2 separate regions of the Arabidopsis thaliana genome follow, and region 2 is linked to region 1. The links are chromatin contacts, called in public targeted proximity ligation maps. All regions are on one chromosome and are shown on one strand. The core of a region is the stretch at or near the end of the contact, and the rest is flanking DNA. Distances in the headings are between cores, read along the strand shown. Region 1 holds the start of CFM2 (CRM family member 2). Region 2 holds the start of CA1 (carbonic anhydrase 1).

The links.
Region 2: a targeted proximity ligation map of shoot shows a contact between it and region 1, with 10 read pairs. A contact is called at or near these places in 4 of 26 Hi-C or Micro-C datasets (callus, root, rosette leaf and 1 more) and 1 of 2 datasets of targeted methods (shoot).

The regions. Positions count from the first base shown.
Region 1 is chr3:134,522-141,974 of TAIR10.1, reverse strand. CFM2 (CRM family member 2) reads right to left here and starts at 2,964. Exons shown (of 13, transcript NM_111003.5): 1 at 2,253-2,964; 2 at 1,612-2,119; 3 at 1,395-1,525; 4 at 944-1,258; 5 at 702-858; 6 at 251-543; 7 at 56-115. The coding sequence starts at 2,942. It overlaps AT3G01360 (plant viral-response family protein (DUF716)), which reads left to right and starts at 3,244. Exons shown (of 3, transcript NM_111002.2): 1 at 3,244-4,205; 2 at 4,415-4,918; 3 at 5,133-5,576. The coding sequence starts at 3,244. The coding sequence ends at 4,203. It overlaps AT3G01350 (Major facilitator superfamily protein), which reads right to left and starts at 7,050. Exons shown (of 4, transcript NM_111001.2): 1 at 6,897-7,050; 2 at 6,583-6,800; 3 at 5,482-6,017; 4 at 4,515-5,397. The coding sequence starts at 6,951. The coding sequence ends at 4,515. It also overlaps AT3G01005.
Region 2 is chr3:195,662-203,114 of TAIR10.1, reverse strand. CA1 (carbonic anhydrase 1) reads left to right here and starts at 4,451. Exons shown (of 9, transcript NM_180160.4): 1 at 4,451-5,463; 2 at 6,390-6,451; 3 at 6,610-6,759; 4 at 6,860-6,908; 5 at 7,017-7,133; 6 at 7,274-7,327; 7 at 7,421-7,453. The coding sequence starts at 5,242. It overlaps LSF1, which reads left to right and starts at 1,373. Exons shown (of 10, transcript NM_111017.3): 1 at 1,373-1,747; 2 at 1,835-1,941; 3 at 2,104-2,563; 4 at 2,664-2,732; 5 at 2,828-2,949; 6 at 3,041-3,256; 7 at 3,361-3,466; 8 at 3,579-3,691; 9 at 3,867-4,011; 10 at 4,138-4,793. The coding sequence starts at 1,433. The coding sequence ends at 4,260. It overlaps AT3G01513, which reads left to right and starts at 361. Exons shown (of 1, transcript NM_148679.3): 1 at 361-1,228. The coding sequence starts at 397. The coding sequence ends at 1,047.

The DNA of each region.
Region 1 (7,453 bases), core at 1,715-4,214:
ACGTCTCTTCAAGGACTGTTTAAGAAAATCAAGCTGAGCCACACATATGACTTACCAATTGACGGTTCAATTCTTCGATATTGTTGGAAAGTTTCAGCACATGTAGCTTCAATGACTGCATTAATTTGAGCAGAAAATTAATTCAACATGCAAGCGAGGAAGTCATAAAAGTAATTTGAAGTTTCCAGATAAGATATTATTTACAGGACAATATTGTCATGTCATGGATTTGTTATGATTGGTTCTTTACCTTTCGACGTTGTGCCTCCACAGACCGCTTCAGCGCCTCTCTCTTACTGAGAAGTGTTTGAGGTCGTAGACATTGAGGCCGCTCATAATTCTTTCCACGATACACAATGATTGCATAGCCCTTACTAACCATCTCCACAGCAACTAGTATGCCACCACTTTCTGCTTCCAAGATTTCTGCTACTTTGTGAGCAGCTTCAATGCTATATTCATTACAAATGATCTTCACAAGTTCCCTATACTTCCAGTGAAGATGCATGTTCTCTATTGTTCCATCAAAGACGCCTCTTCTACCTTGAGAACACAACAAGATACGTCAGAACAGGAAGTTTACATAAACCATGTCAAAGAGATGAGTCCATGACAGTTACTACTCATTTACCACGAGTATTTACATGAAAGACGGGAACAGACTGCTTTCAATTGGAAAAAGAGGAAAAACAATGACCTACCTAGTAAAAGGAAAGGCTTCATTTTCAAGCCAATTTTCCGGAGCATGTACTTTTCATCATTAGTAATACCCTCCTTGTCAATATCAGAAAGTTGAGGACTCTCTCTATTCTCCAGATCCGCCAGGACTTTTTCTGCATTTGCTTTCTTTTCCAACGCCTAAAGACAAAAACTAACCGTTCAGAACTAAAAAAGGTCTCGCAAACCCAATGGATTCAAGTATAAATTGTCTGTTAGGGCATACCATGGACAACTTCATACTAGTTTTTTCAAGGATTGCCTCAGGAGAATTTCGCTGTCTTGATTTCATCTGATGGGTTTGTATATGATCCTTCTGATCCTTAGCTTCTAGTTCAATATCCTCTTTAACAGCCCGAGGTTTTATTTCCTCTTCGTTTTCAGTCAGCTTATTACCATGCACACTAGAATTCTCCATTATCATTGTTTGCCTTCTCCTCTCTTCTATTGCAGAAGAAACTGCAGATGGGAGGAAATCCTTTCCTCTGTACAGGACAATGAAATCTTTATCCCGAGATATCAGAGTCCCTCCAGTCAACCACTGCAACATACATATATTTTCGCTCATCAATAGATCTCTTTAGTTATATGGGACTCCGAAGGGCATAATTTTCTATTGTTCGCAAACAGAGCCACAAATAGTTTGATACTTTGATCACTAGAAGTAAACCAACAACCTTTAACTCTTCGGCCATCAGCTCACTATTAGTGTTCTGAACTCCTCTCTTCACTGCTATCTTGGCAAGCTCACATTTCTCCCAAAGCTTGACAATTGCAACAGCTAGTCCCTGCAAATTTCTATTCCTACCTGGAAGTCTCGAAAAGGTAAGCCAGAATAAGTTAACAATCTTTTCGTGTCTAAATGAAGCTAAAATCAGGTGAAACCAAGCTTACCTAAAGCAAAATGACAAGGGAGTGGTCTACCAAGTCTCCTTATTGTGGTCATTTCATCATCAGTTAGTTTTGGACTGACGCCATATGGAAGAAGGCGAAATGGTCTCCTGTAGTCAGGTACTACGGCTGGCAGAAGATCACCATCTACGGGAAGGGGATCATATGCCCACCAGTCAGTAAATCTTGGACCCAATCCTTCCAACAAACGGTCTGCTTCTTCTACAAGCTGTACTTCCCCGGGTAATTGAAACCTAACCTTATCCGGAGAACCAACGCCTTGCGTCAACATCGGTTTAACCATTTTATTAGTAATACTCGGGGCAGAAGATTCTGCAATACTCTGTTTCTCTCTACTATCAACCACTCCTTGATCCATAGATGATGCTCCTGAAGCAGCTTCATGTGCCAAATCCCGATCAGATACAAAATAAGGGTACTGATAATTTACCCCTCTATACAACAATATTTTGCTTCCAGACCTCCAAATGACTAAGCCTCCAGTTTTTGTCTGTAAAATCAACCAGGACAAGTATGAATTTCCGTCTGTGCCATTTGTTGACATGTTCATAGATCTTTCATTGAGAGTCAAATGTTACTATCAAATCCCTATCATGAAATCAAAAGTAGAGAGGCAAACAAACCTCCAAGACGTCATGGGTCCGTTTCATGTTCATTCTGGAAATATCTTCGCAGAAAATCTTCACAACCTCCGTCGTCCTCCATCTCTCGTGAATCCCATTCACAATCCCTTCCGTAATCCCAGCCTTGCCAATCTTCAGCTTCTTCGTCAACCTAATCCCCACCGTCCTCAACCGCCTCAGCTCCGCCGGCGGCAATGTCAATTCCGCCAACGACGGAACCTTCTCCTCCTTCTTCCTCTCCATCTCCGTTTCCTTCTTCCACACTCTCTTCAACTCATGGTACCTTGAAATGGCAGTACCCGACCCGGGCTTCGGAACCGGGTAACTAGGCGTGCTCCAGCTTGTGTCAATCGTGTGCCCGACCCGGTGAATCGGAAGCTGCTTAGGCAACGGAACGAATATCTCTCCTGGGGAATTCTTACCAGATTCTTCTCCCGTGATTCTCCTAGTCGGTGAATCATGCTTCTCTTCCACGAATCCAAGGCTACGAAGCTTCTCAGCGATTCTCTGGATAGCCGATTGGGGAAGAGTCTTTCGACCGGAAGCAGAACTACAGAAGATGCCGGAGTTCGCTCGACTGACATTGCGTCGCGAAACTAGGGTGTTGGGAACAAGGAATGGCGGGAAAATTCGATCGGGAAAGGTTTTGGCAAGTATCAATGGTTGCTGGTGAAACAGTGGAAGCAACATTTCTCCAAGCAAACTGGATTACGCAAGCGGAGCTATATGCAGCAGCAGCATATCCATAGAGGTCACATGATTGTCACGTGATGGTTAGAATATTTAAACATGAACTATTTGAAGACCCCAGTAGGCCCATATTGAGTTATTGGGCTACTAGCCTATCCCATTTTGGGTTATTCGGGTCGGGTCGGATCTTTCCGGTTTATCAGATCAGAAGCTCGATTCTGTTAAGCTTTAATGGCGGAAAAATCCAAATTTCCTCGAAAGAAGTATAACCTGATTCGCAGAGATTGTGAAGATTGGAGTCATGGGTATATTAAGTTACGCCGTCGCCGGCGGTGGATTTGCAGTAATCGGCGCGTGGGAGTCACTGGACTCATCGAACCTGGATCCGAATTCATCTTCTGGTACTGCTGATTCATCTTCCCCTATGGCTCAGATCAGAGCTTCGCCGCCAAAATCTGTTGGATCATCTTCCATCCCCGTAGCTTTGCTTTCGTCTCTGTTTATTGCGAACTCGTTTTTCTCCTTCTTCAGCTCAATCGGATCTCGCGATCGGGTCGGGTCAATGATCCAGTTACAGATCGTGGCAGTGGCAGTACTATTCCTATATTACGCCATTCTAACATATCTGGTCAACTCCAAAAACGCTGTCTTTGTTGCACTTCCGTCTTCGATTACAACTTTATTGCTTCTCTTTGGCTTCATTGAGGAGTTCTTAATGTTCTACCTGCAAAAGAAAGATGTTTCTGGAATCGAGAATCGTTATTACGATCTCATGCTCGTGCCCATTGCCATCTGCGTCTTCTCCACGGTTTTTGAGCTCAAATCCGACTCTAGCACGCATCGGTTTGCGAAATTAGGTCGTGGGATCGGTCTGATTCTGCAAGGAACATGGTTTCTGCAAATGGGTGTATCGTTTTTTACCGGTTTGATCACTAATAACTGTACGTTTCACGAGAAGAGCAGAGGCAATTTCACGATCAAGTGCAAAGGACACGGTGATTATCACCGAGCAAAAGCTATAGCTACTCTTCAATTTAACTGTCATTTGGCTCTAATGGTAGTTGTGGCTACTGGTTTGTTCTCTGTCATTGCTAACAAGAATGGTTATCTCCGTCAAGATCATTCTAAATATCGACCTCTCGGAGCTGAGTTGGAGAATTTAAGTACTTTCACACTTGACTCTGATGAAGAAGACGAGGTTCGAGAAGAGAGCAACGTAGCTAAAGAAGTTGGTCTCAATGGAAACAGCTCACATGATTAAAGGTATAAATCAAAGTTTCAGACTTTTTTTTTTTTGTCTGTTTTGAATCTGTCCATTTTAGAAATGTTGTTGGTCAATGGGAGGATTAATGATGATATGTAATCAAACACACGAGATAATAATAATGTTGAATCTTTTGCATTTGATATTATAAGATACTGTTTCTTATGAATAAAAATCTTACAGTTGTCTATCTCTTTTGGTTTGCTAGTTAGTTCTAAAGCTACTACTACAGTTAGATCATTCGTGGAATCTTATGGCAAACGGTTATCTAAGTCGACTGTGTCAAAGGAATCAAAGTTTTTCTTCTTTCATTTAGGGGCTTCTTCTTTTTCATCGCCTTGATCACTGCTACTCTTGAAAAACTTGCATAGAAATATGTAGACTACAAAGCTTATTGTACTTGTAAGAGCAAGAAGCCAGTAGTATTTGTCAAGCCGAGCTTCCGACATATCATCTGCAAACCAGTTTTGTCGGTCACCTGTTGAGCTCGAGTAAGCCTCGACAATTGAGATCAGTGCGGCGCTCACAAAGCTTCCAACACCAAAAACACTTGTGTAGAGAGCAAATCCCATTGTTCTCATTCTTACAGGAACCTCACTGTAGAAAAACTCTTGCATCCCAACGACTGTGAATATATCTGAGATTCCCAAGAGGATGTACTGAGGCAGCAGCCAGAAGATGCTCAGTGGGACGGTTTCTGGATCATAATCAGGTAAAGTCTTCATCTTTTGGCTTATGGCTAGTCTTTTCCTTTCGACTATTGCCGCAATAACAATGGCAATGATGGATAGAAACATTCCGACTCCCATTCTCTCCATCACAGAGATACCTGTACCGTTTTTCTTGATTCTCTTGGTAATAGGTATCAAAATCTTATCATATAATGGCATAAGCAGGATGATTGATAATGTGATCGTGCTTTGCAGGGTTGCAGGTGGGATTTTGAAGTTGGACCCAATGTTTCTCTTCATAGTCACACCTTGTTTGGTGAAAAAGGTTGCTGGTAGCTGGAAGATAACCGCGAACATGAGAAGCATCATCCATATGGGGAAAAGGCGAATCACTAACTTAACATTATCAATTCCAGAGAAAACCGTTTTCGAGCTCTCGTCATCTTCCAATCCTTTGGAGGTTGTTGAAGGAGTCTCAATGTCTTCGGTCTCACATTTACAGAGAGGCCTCTCCTCTAGCCTACATAAACAGGTAATCATTAGTCGCTAAAAAACTTAAAAGACTAATTAGTTTCATGAGATATCGTGGTTTTTCCGAACTTACTCAAGCTCCATAGCATCCAAATCTTTCTCATCTGCAAGTGTATATATGCTTCTCTGCTTCACTACTCTCCCTTTAATGAATTTAAGAATCTTCTCAAAAGGTGTAGTAGTTGTTTTCTTCTTCAGACGGGCGCCCGGAGCATAAACATAAATTCCACAACCCGACATGAACACCAAAATCGACAGGAATATCACGATACCAGGAATGGCGAAACCGAGAACCCAACCAAAAGTGTCTTGAATATAAGCCATGACTGTGACACCCATAAGGCTGCCGGTGCAGACGCCAAAGTACCACAATTGGAAAAACTGAGTCTTTCGGGTAGCTTTCGCGTCCTTTTGATCACCCGAGGAAAGATCGAAATTCTTATCGAGGTCGTGGTCGAGTTGGTCTGCACCAAAGGCTTGAAGAGAAGGGTTTAAGACGCCTAAACCGATTGAGACAAGACATAGTGAAGAGTAGAGAAAGTAAGAAGAGATAGTCTTAGTAGCTGAACGTGACCCAGCAAATGCCGTCCATGTCAATCCCACTAGTCCCTTCAAAGAAAAAACAGAAATAATATATTAAAAACTACTAACAAAAGAAGATTTTCGAGTTTCCACTAAGCTAGCTTTTTCGCCTATAAGATCCGATAAGACCCATTATAAGCACTATATCAACATTCTAATCAAAATTCCATTATCAACCCAACTATTAAAGGGATCCATATAAACTCCATTAGTGGTAAAAGAAAATTTCTAATCGGACGGTGACCAAGTATCTAATTTCTTAAAGACTCTTTAAGATGGTCTACTTGATCTATTCCTTAACTCGGAAAATGACCCAACACCTAACTTATAACTTCCTTAGATATATCGTCTAAACCAGTTTTTCTTGCACAAGTTAATACCCATTATCAGTTTATCACTTAATGACTGCTTAATCAAGCATATACATAGACATCTAATAGAAGGCCAAAACATTATCAAAATATAACCAATTCTATTAACAACGCGATTATAAAATAAGATAAATAAAAGCAACATTCCCTCACCGCCTGACCGTTATTGTCTGACGGTGGAGGAGAGTTTCAGCACTTAGTTAACACTTGATTCTACTTACCACAAAGTAGACGGAAGAAGAAGCAAGGATGGTGAAGAATCTGTCCCAATAAGTATCAGCCAAAGGAGCAGAGAAGAGAGGCAACATAGAAGTGAAACCAGCCCAAGTGTTAACAGTTTTGGCTGCTCTTGAATTACTCATCTTCACTACATCTGTTAGATATGTCACTAAGTTTGATGCAACTCCTTTGAATGCATATCTCTCCATTCCCGCAATCACTATACACACAGAAAAACAAAAGTTCAATCTTTAGTTTCAGTGAAGTTTTGAATCTTTGAAACAAACGAACAAAAAGAAGAGAGGAAATCATTTACCTATGAGAAGGGCACATGACTTGCTAAGTCCTCTTGTCTTCTGTTCTAAATCCATTAGAAACTGTCTTTATGTGTTTATTGTCTATGTGTGTAGAGAGAAGAGGGGAGAGAAATTATTTGGTTATTTATATGTAAGAGAGTGGAGATCAAGGTGATTGTTGATGATTTGTGAGATTGGTTTTTTCGTATTTATAAAGGTTTAAAATCTTCTGAGTAACAAAAAAAAAAAGTTGAAAATCGTTAGCTTTTCGGTGTTATGAGAATTAACTTCCACTAATGGCAGAGATTAATTTCCATATTTGGAATTCTATATCTTTGTCTCCACACCTATGTGGGTGGATTTATGTATTTATTAAATAGTTTTTCCTTCTTTTCTTACCATGCTTCTTCTGTTTCTTCAAAAGATGTGTTTTCCAATTTTATACGAATTAAACTAAAACTGTATATAGCCAAATATACACTTCAAATTGATTTTTATTCTCTTCGTTTGTAAAATACGGATGAGTTAAAAAGTGAAAATTAAACATTTAACGAAGAAAGGTACAAGCTAGTAAAAG
Region 2 (7,453 bases), core at 3,202-5,701, 60 kb before region 1:
TTCAGCAAAAAAACATTTCTTGTATTTGCAAAGTCACAGAATATGATGAATAGGTTTTATTATAATAGAATAAATCACGAGTTCACACAATTCTTTAAAGAATTACAGAAATCGTAAAATGATTATGCCAAATCTGATTTCACGTCTAACATATTTGGTTGGTTGATAAGAATAAAATCATACTTTAGGTTACCCCCTCATCGTCAGCATTGACGTTTATAATTTCAATATTCTCATAAACAAATACCTCGAAAGCGACCACGTTTTATCGCCTAGTATTGACGAACAAGCTAACTAAACCACTCCCACATGTTACATGTAATGACATTATATATACAGACACATAGACACAGCAAGTTTACAGGGACGCGAATCGTAAACAAGACGTAAAAAACAATGCAGGATTTTTCTTCAACGGTGTCGTATAGCCCAAGCTTCAGTTACTACGCTTCCGGTGAATTCGCCGCCGCTGCAGTTAAAGTTTCCCGCGAAAACGAAAGCTACAATATCAGAGATCATGAGTCCGTTAAAGTCAACTCCGTCAATGACGAAGACGTTGACTTCGAGTTTGAAACGTCGCCGTTACATGAAGAAACCTTCGTCCACTTCCCGACGTTCAAAACCAACGTCGTTTCCACTACTAACAAGACAGACAAAGAAGCCGCCGCTGAAAAAATATCGGAGCGTTTCCCCGGAAATTGTCTGTGGAGTCCACTCAGATCTCCGGCTGCTTCGAAACACTCAGAATCATCTACTAGCACACCGAAACGGTGCCGTTTGAAGAAATTTCTAACGAGAAGTCATAGCGACGGTGGTGTTTTGCCCTCAAGTGCATCAAAACGGTGCTATACTTTTAAGGATCTTAAGCGGAGGAGCCACAGCGACGGCGGCGGCGACACCAGTAAGAGGAGCTCGCCGACCGTGAAAGTTAAGAACAAAACGGTGTCGTATAAGGTCGGGGAAGGTGACAAGAGAAGAAAATCTTATTTGCCTTACCGGCAAGATTTGATCGGAGTTTTCGCCGTGATTAGAGGGTTACGTCGTTAATTGAAGCTCAATTAATTTGTATAGTTTTACACAACTGGACAAAAAATTACTATAATAGCAATTAGGTACTTGTTTAAATATTGTATTTATAAATATTTCCATGTAACTTTTGTTTCGTGTATTGAAGTCCAATTCAATGCGTTGACTCAAAGGAACGTTTGATATTTTTTTTTTCCATTTTTTTTTTCTCACTGAGAGGAAAAGACACGTGTCATGTGTTGATAAAAAGGAAATTAGATACTTCCACGAGAAAGCGGGACCTACGTGAAGACACGTGGACCACTAATTTCTTTCTTACCTTCCTCTGCCGCCTCGTTTTCTGCTCACAGTTCCAACTTCTTCCATACACACACATTCTCGGAAAAATCTCTATTGGATCGGTTTAATGGCGTTTCTTCAACAAATCTCCGGTTTAGGAGCTCTCGAACGATCTTGTCCGTCAATTATGATCGGATCTTCATTCCGGAGCGGTAATGGCCGTGTATTCGACGGAAGAGGAATTGCGTACTTGGGTTCGAGGGAAAAGTTCGGATTCAACAGACGAAGAAGAGTCGTTCTTAGAGTTGTTGCGATGTCGTCTTCTTCTACTCCGTTCAAAATGAATTTGAATGAGTATATGGTCACTCTCGAGAAGCCCCTCGGGATTCGCTTCGCACTTTCAGCAGATGGCAAGATCTTCGTCCACGCCATCAAAAAAGGGGTATTCTCCGATCCTTAGAATGTCATGTGGAAGTAGTAGTAATCTCAGGAGTTTTGAAAAGTTATTAACTTTTTTGTTTGTTTGTAGAGCAATGCGGAGAAGGCGAGAATCATCATGGTAGGAGATACACTCAAGAAGGCTAGTGATTCTTCTGGTGGTACTCTTGTGGAAATCAAGGATTTTGGTGATACCAAGTAAGAATTGTACAGTACTAGGCTTCTATATAACTTGTTAATGTTGTTAACTAAACATTGCTGGTGACTAGTTAACATGGGAAGATTTAGCATGGAAACACTTTGCATATCAGTGTTTTTGAAATTTTCTTTTTTATTTCTTCCAGTTTTTGATTTATTCAGGAAGATGCTGGTAGAGAAAACTGGATCCTTTAGCCTTGTTCTTGAAAGACCATTCTCTCCCTTTCCCATTCAGTATCTGCTTCATTTGAGCGACCTTGATTTGCTCTATAACAGAGGGCGTGTGTCTTTTGTTACTTGGAACAAAAACCTCTTATCATCGAATCTCAGAGCATCATCACAAGGCAGTGGTAACTCTGGCTATGCTGCGTTTTCCTCCAAATTCTTTACTCCTCAGGGATGGAAACTTTTGAATAGACAGAGCAATTCCTTTCAGTCAGGGACTAAGAAGAACATTCTTTCTCCACCTATCAGTCCACTGGTCTCTGTCTTTTCAGAAGATGTTCCTGGAGATGGGGAATGGGGTTATGGGAATTTCCCTTTAGAGGAATACATCAAAGCCCTTGACCGTTCTAAAGGAGAGCTTTCTTATAACCATGCTCTTGGAATGCGCTACAGTAAGGTCTGAAATTTGTCTCTTTTTCCCGATTACTCTTGTTTCATGATTCTCTCTGTCTCTTCAATCTCTCAAACACCATTCTTCTCTTGTTGCCTTTTTTCAGATTACAGAGCAAATATATGTTGGCTCTTGCATACAAACAGAAGAGGATGTGGAAAACTTGTCGGAAGCTGTGAGTCTTTTATATGACTTATATTACCTACCTATGGTATGCAAATGATAGAATTGAAAGTATGGTTTTAACTGGCCATACTTTTCTTTCTACAGGGAATTACTGCCATACTAAATTTCCAAGGTGGAACTGAAGCTCAAAACTGGGGGATCGATTCACAAAGTATCAATGATGCATGCCAGAAATCTGAAGTCTTAATGATCAACTACCCTATAAAGTATGCAAAGTCATATCGCCTTGAGGCACATTATGTGCGTTCATGCTTTCATTTCCTACCGCTCTAATCAGTTTTGATATTTTGGTGCCAGGGATGCAGATTCCTTTGATCTTAGGAAGAAGCTACCACTTTGTGTTGGGCTCTTACTACGGTTACTGAAAAAGAACCATCGTGTCTTTGTAACTTGTACCACTGGTTTTGACCGGTCATCCGCTTGTGTGATTGCTTATCTGCACTGGATGACTGATACCTCTCTTCATGCTGCTTATAGTTTCGTTACTGGATTGCACGCTTGCAAACCTGACAGGTTTTTATCCATCTTATCTCTGTCTTGACCATTAACCTGCAGACCATGGATAGCTTTTCTGTTTTAATGAAAACATCAGACAAGTTATATGTATTTTTTCACAGACCTGCAATTGCTTGGGCAACATGGGATCTTATCGCTATGGTGGACGATGGCAAACATGATGGGACTCCAACACACTCTGTAACCTTTGTGTGGAATGGACATGAGGTGACTGTTGCTTCACATGCTTTTATTACTTTGCTGCAATTCTTTATGGAACTCGTGATCTGTAGGGTTGAGCAACTAGCCTCTGTGTTTTAAGTTACACCTTGGTTTACAGGGGGAGGAGGTATTGTTGGTTGGGGATTTCACAGGAAATTGGAAAGAACCGATAAAAGCAACGCACAAAGGCGGTCCACGTTTTGAAACTGAAGTTAGACTTACACAGGGAAAGTAAGTCATGCTTCTTTTACCTTTCCCGTTGATGCTTTTTTTAAGGTTCAACAGTAAAACGTCTCATAATCTTCCCTGCATGTTAATTGTGACTTTTGAGGGATTGCAAACTGCAAAGAAACTTATGAAAATGCATTTGTGTCATATAACTTGGTGATTATTGACAATGTGGCAGATACTACTACAAGTACATAATCAACGGTGATTGGAGGCATTCAGCAACTTCACCAACGGAAAGAGATGACCGAGGAAACACGAACAATATAATTGTAGTTGGTGATGTTGCTAACGTCAGGCCTACAATTCAACAACCAAGAAAGGTTACTCCTACTATGCAGTAGTCTCTTCTTCATACAATAGGAAAAGCTTGAATAAGATGTTCCACGTTATATTTGCCTGATTGGTTCAAGACATAAACCTGAAGCAACTTGTACAATGTTTTGCAGGATGCAAATATCATAAAGGTGATCGAGAGAGTGTTAACAGAGAGCGAAAGATTTAGGCTGGCGAAAGCAGCTCGGTGTATCGCATTCTCAGTTTGTCCAATAAGACTATGCCCAAAGTCGTAGAAGTTTTGTTTTGGCATAAGTTAAAATGTTACATCCATTCTTCTGTCTCTATCCATTCCTCGAGGTACTTAACCCTAATATCGTTGTGAACAACATTGCCACATTCGCGCACTCTATGACAAGAGAATGTTGACATTATGTTGTGTGTTTGCATGAAAAAATGTCGACATAGTTTCGCCGTTGCCCACTTTACATATAAGTCCCAAAACCAACCCTAATGCGTTACTGGTCTCTGTATTTCTTCTTCATTTTCTCTCTCTCTCTCGCTCTCTCCTAACATGTTGAAGAAAATAGAAACTCTGTTATCTAATGTTGCCTATATGATGATTTATGGCCATGGAAGGTCTGAGAGGAGAGACCCTTCTTCTCTATTTTTTTTATTTCCTCTTCATTTTCATGCTAAGAGTTTTCACTGAGTCTGTTGTTTCGTAGAGTAGAACAGTCCATGATCGATGTTAATCCTTTGCATCTTCTAGATTGTGTATACAATAGCAATCTCTGGTCTAGAGAGAGCCTAGAGAAGTATGGATCTTTCTATATGTATACCACAAACAAATGGCCTAACATCTAAAGTGGGTGGTGATTATTTAAGATGAGAGCCTGAGAGGGTAAGTGAAAGAGGCTGATCCTTGTTTTCATGATAAGGGACCTTATCCTCTAAACCTTTCTGAGACCTTTTATTTTTTTATAAAAAAAAGAATTGAAAGAAGAAAAGAGCACGTAAAAGTTTTGAAATCTTGAGCTAATATTCCTCATCCACAAGAAAAGAAGAAAGTTTGTTATTCACCGCAGCTATCGCTTTCGTTATCCTCGTTCCCACAACCTCACCATGACCATGAGACTCCGTTCTTTTAAACTCCCAAATCTTTCAACCAATCCCATTATTCACTTAAGTATATAGTAGCTTCCATAAGAGTCTTAGTTCTAACTATAAATACACATATCTCACTCTCTCTGATCTCCGCTTCTCTTCGCCAACAAATGTCGACCGCTCCTCTCTCCGGCTTCTTTCTCACTTCACTTTCTCCTTCTCAATCTTCTCTCCAGAAACTCTCTCTTCGTACTTCTTCCACCGTCGCTTGCCTCCCACCCGCCTCTTCTTCTTCCTCATCTTCCTCCTCCTCGTCTTCCCGTTCCGTTCCAACGCTTATCCGTAACGAGCCAGTTTTTGCCGCTCCTGCTCCTATCATTGCCCCTTATTGGGTATACATTTTTACATTCATCACTGTTTCTTAACCTACATTATTTCTTACATAACTTACATTGCTGTTTACGTATAATAGGGGTACATTACATAGATAGCAAACTAAAGTTACAGAATTTTAAAATTTGTAAAGATTTTACGAAATTATTATATAGATTCTGCAATTGCCATTTTAGTGATAGGAACAAAAATCTTCTATAGAAACTAGCTTACGAAACTTCCACAAATCTTGGAAACTGTCACATGTGTTTCACATTTCAGTTTTTTTTTCCCTTGGTATTTCCTTATATTATCCTTACTATTATCATCCGTGTTTGACTTTTGGTCTTTAGCGTGGTACTGAAAGAATTACCCAAATTAACAAGAATCAAACTAAAGTTGCTTAATTAGTGAATCACAAGCAAGGGAAGAGTTCATTTTCAATCCTTATTCTATACAGATCTTCAAACTACTTGCTTCGACATCTAGTGAAGTTAAAAACAAATCACCTCGAAATATTAAAAGCGTTGTCTCATTCCTACCCAAGATCCGACATTTTTGAAATTTTGAGAGTTAGAACGTACGTAGGATCCACGTGATAAAAGAAAAGTTGCTAGTAGTAGCTTCAACAAAAACGATTCATGAAACTGAGACGTGTGTGTATGCACATGTACCATATGAGAGCGTGTGGAGCATAGTGGTGATTAAGTCGCCATCTATATTTATTCATTCAACCTACCGATTTGGTTCCTACTAGCGAAAATAAAATCATAATATAAAAGACTATAAAATTGTACTTTATCGTATAATGAAGTTCTGAACAGGTTGATTGTAGTTTCAACATTTAAAACACGTCATGACTCGCTCTCTACTTAATTACGTTCACGACAATAAAATATACTAGTACTCATTTTCTTCTAATTTTATTTGGTCAACCAACTTGCAGAGTGAAGAGATGGGAACCGAAGCATACGACGAGGCTATTGAAGCTCTCAAGAAGCTTCTCATGTAAGTATATACATCTTTTCTATTCGCATGCATACATTAATACATGATTAGATTAATAAAAGCTAAAACATTATTATAAATTAGTAACGGGATTTTTCAATACTACTTAATTCATAATTTTTGTGATTTAACTATAAATGTATATAAACATATGGCAGCGAGAAGGAAGAGCTAAAGACGGTTGCAGCGGCAAAGGTGGAGCAGATCACAGCGGCTCTTCAGACAGGTACTTCATCCGACAAGAAAGCTTTCGACCCCGTCGAAACCATTAAGCAGGGCTTCATCAAATTCAAGAAGGAGAAATACGAGTAATATATATTTCTATTTCATTTGTTTGTTCTTAATTATGTCACCAACTAAAGTGGTCTAGATTAATTAACTGGTTCATATTTATACTTTTATTTGCAGAACCAACCCTGCTTTGTACGGTGAGCTCGCAAAGGGTCAAAGTCCTAAGGTAAATTAAAAATAAAACTAATACTATGTGTATATCATGGTTGCTTATAAATTAAAAATGAAACATTAAGAAAAAGTAATTAACAAAGGTGTGTGAATGGTGGTGCAGTACATGGTGTTTGCTTGTTCAGACTCACGTGTGTGTCCATCACACGTTCTGGACTTTCAGCCAGGAGATGCCTTCGTGGTCCGTAACATAGCCAACATGGTTCCTCCTTTCGACAAGGTTAATAATTTAACACGTCTGTCTCTCTATAGATATAAACTCTTCTATCTTAAACCTTCTGCCTCTTGAGTCTTGACTTTTGTCTTGAGAAGTCGTGACATTCACTTTCTATTTTCATTTTTGGGTTGCTAAATTGGCAGGTCAAATACGGTGGCGTTGGAGCAGCCATTGAATACGCGGTCTTACACCTTAAGGTGAAAATAAAATAAAATAATTAACACCTTAACCAAAAAAAATTATTTATCAAAGTACATGTAATTAATTTTTGAATGAATTTATTACTGTAGGTGGAGAACATTGTGGTGATAGGACACAGTGCA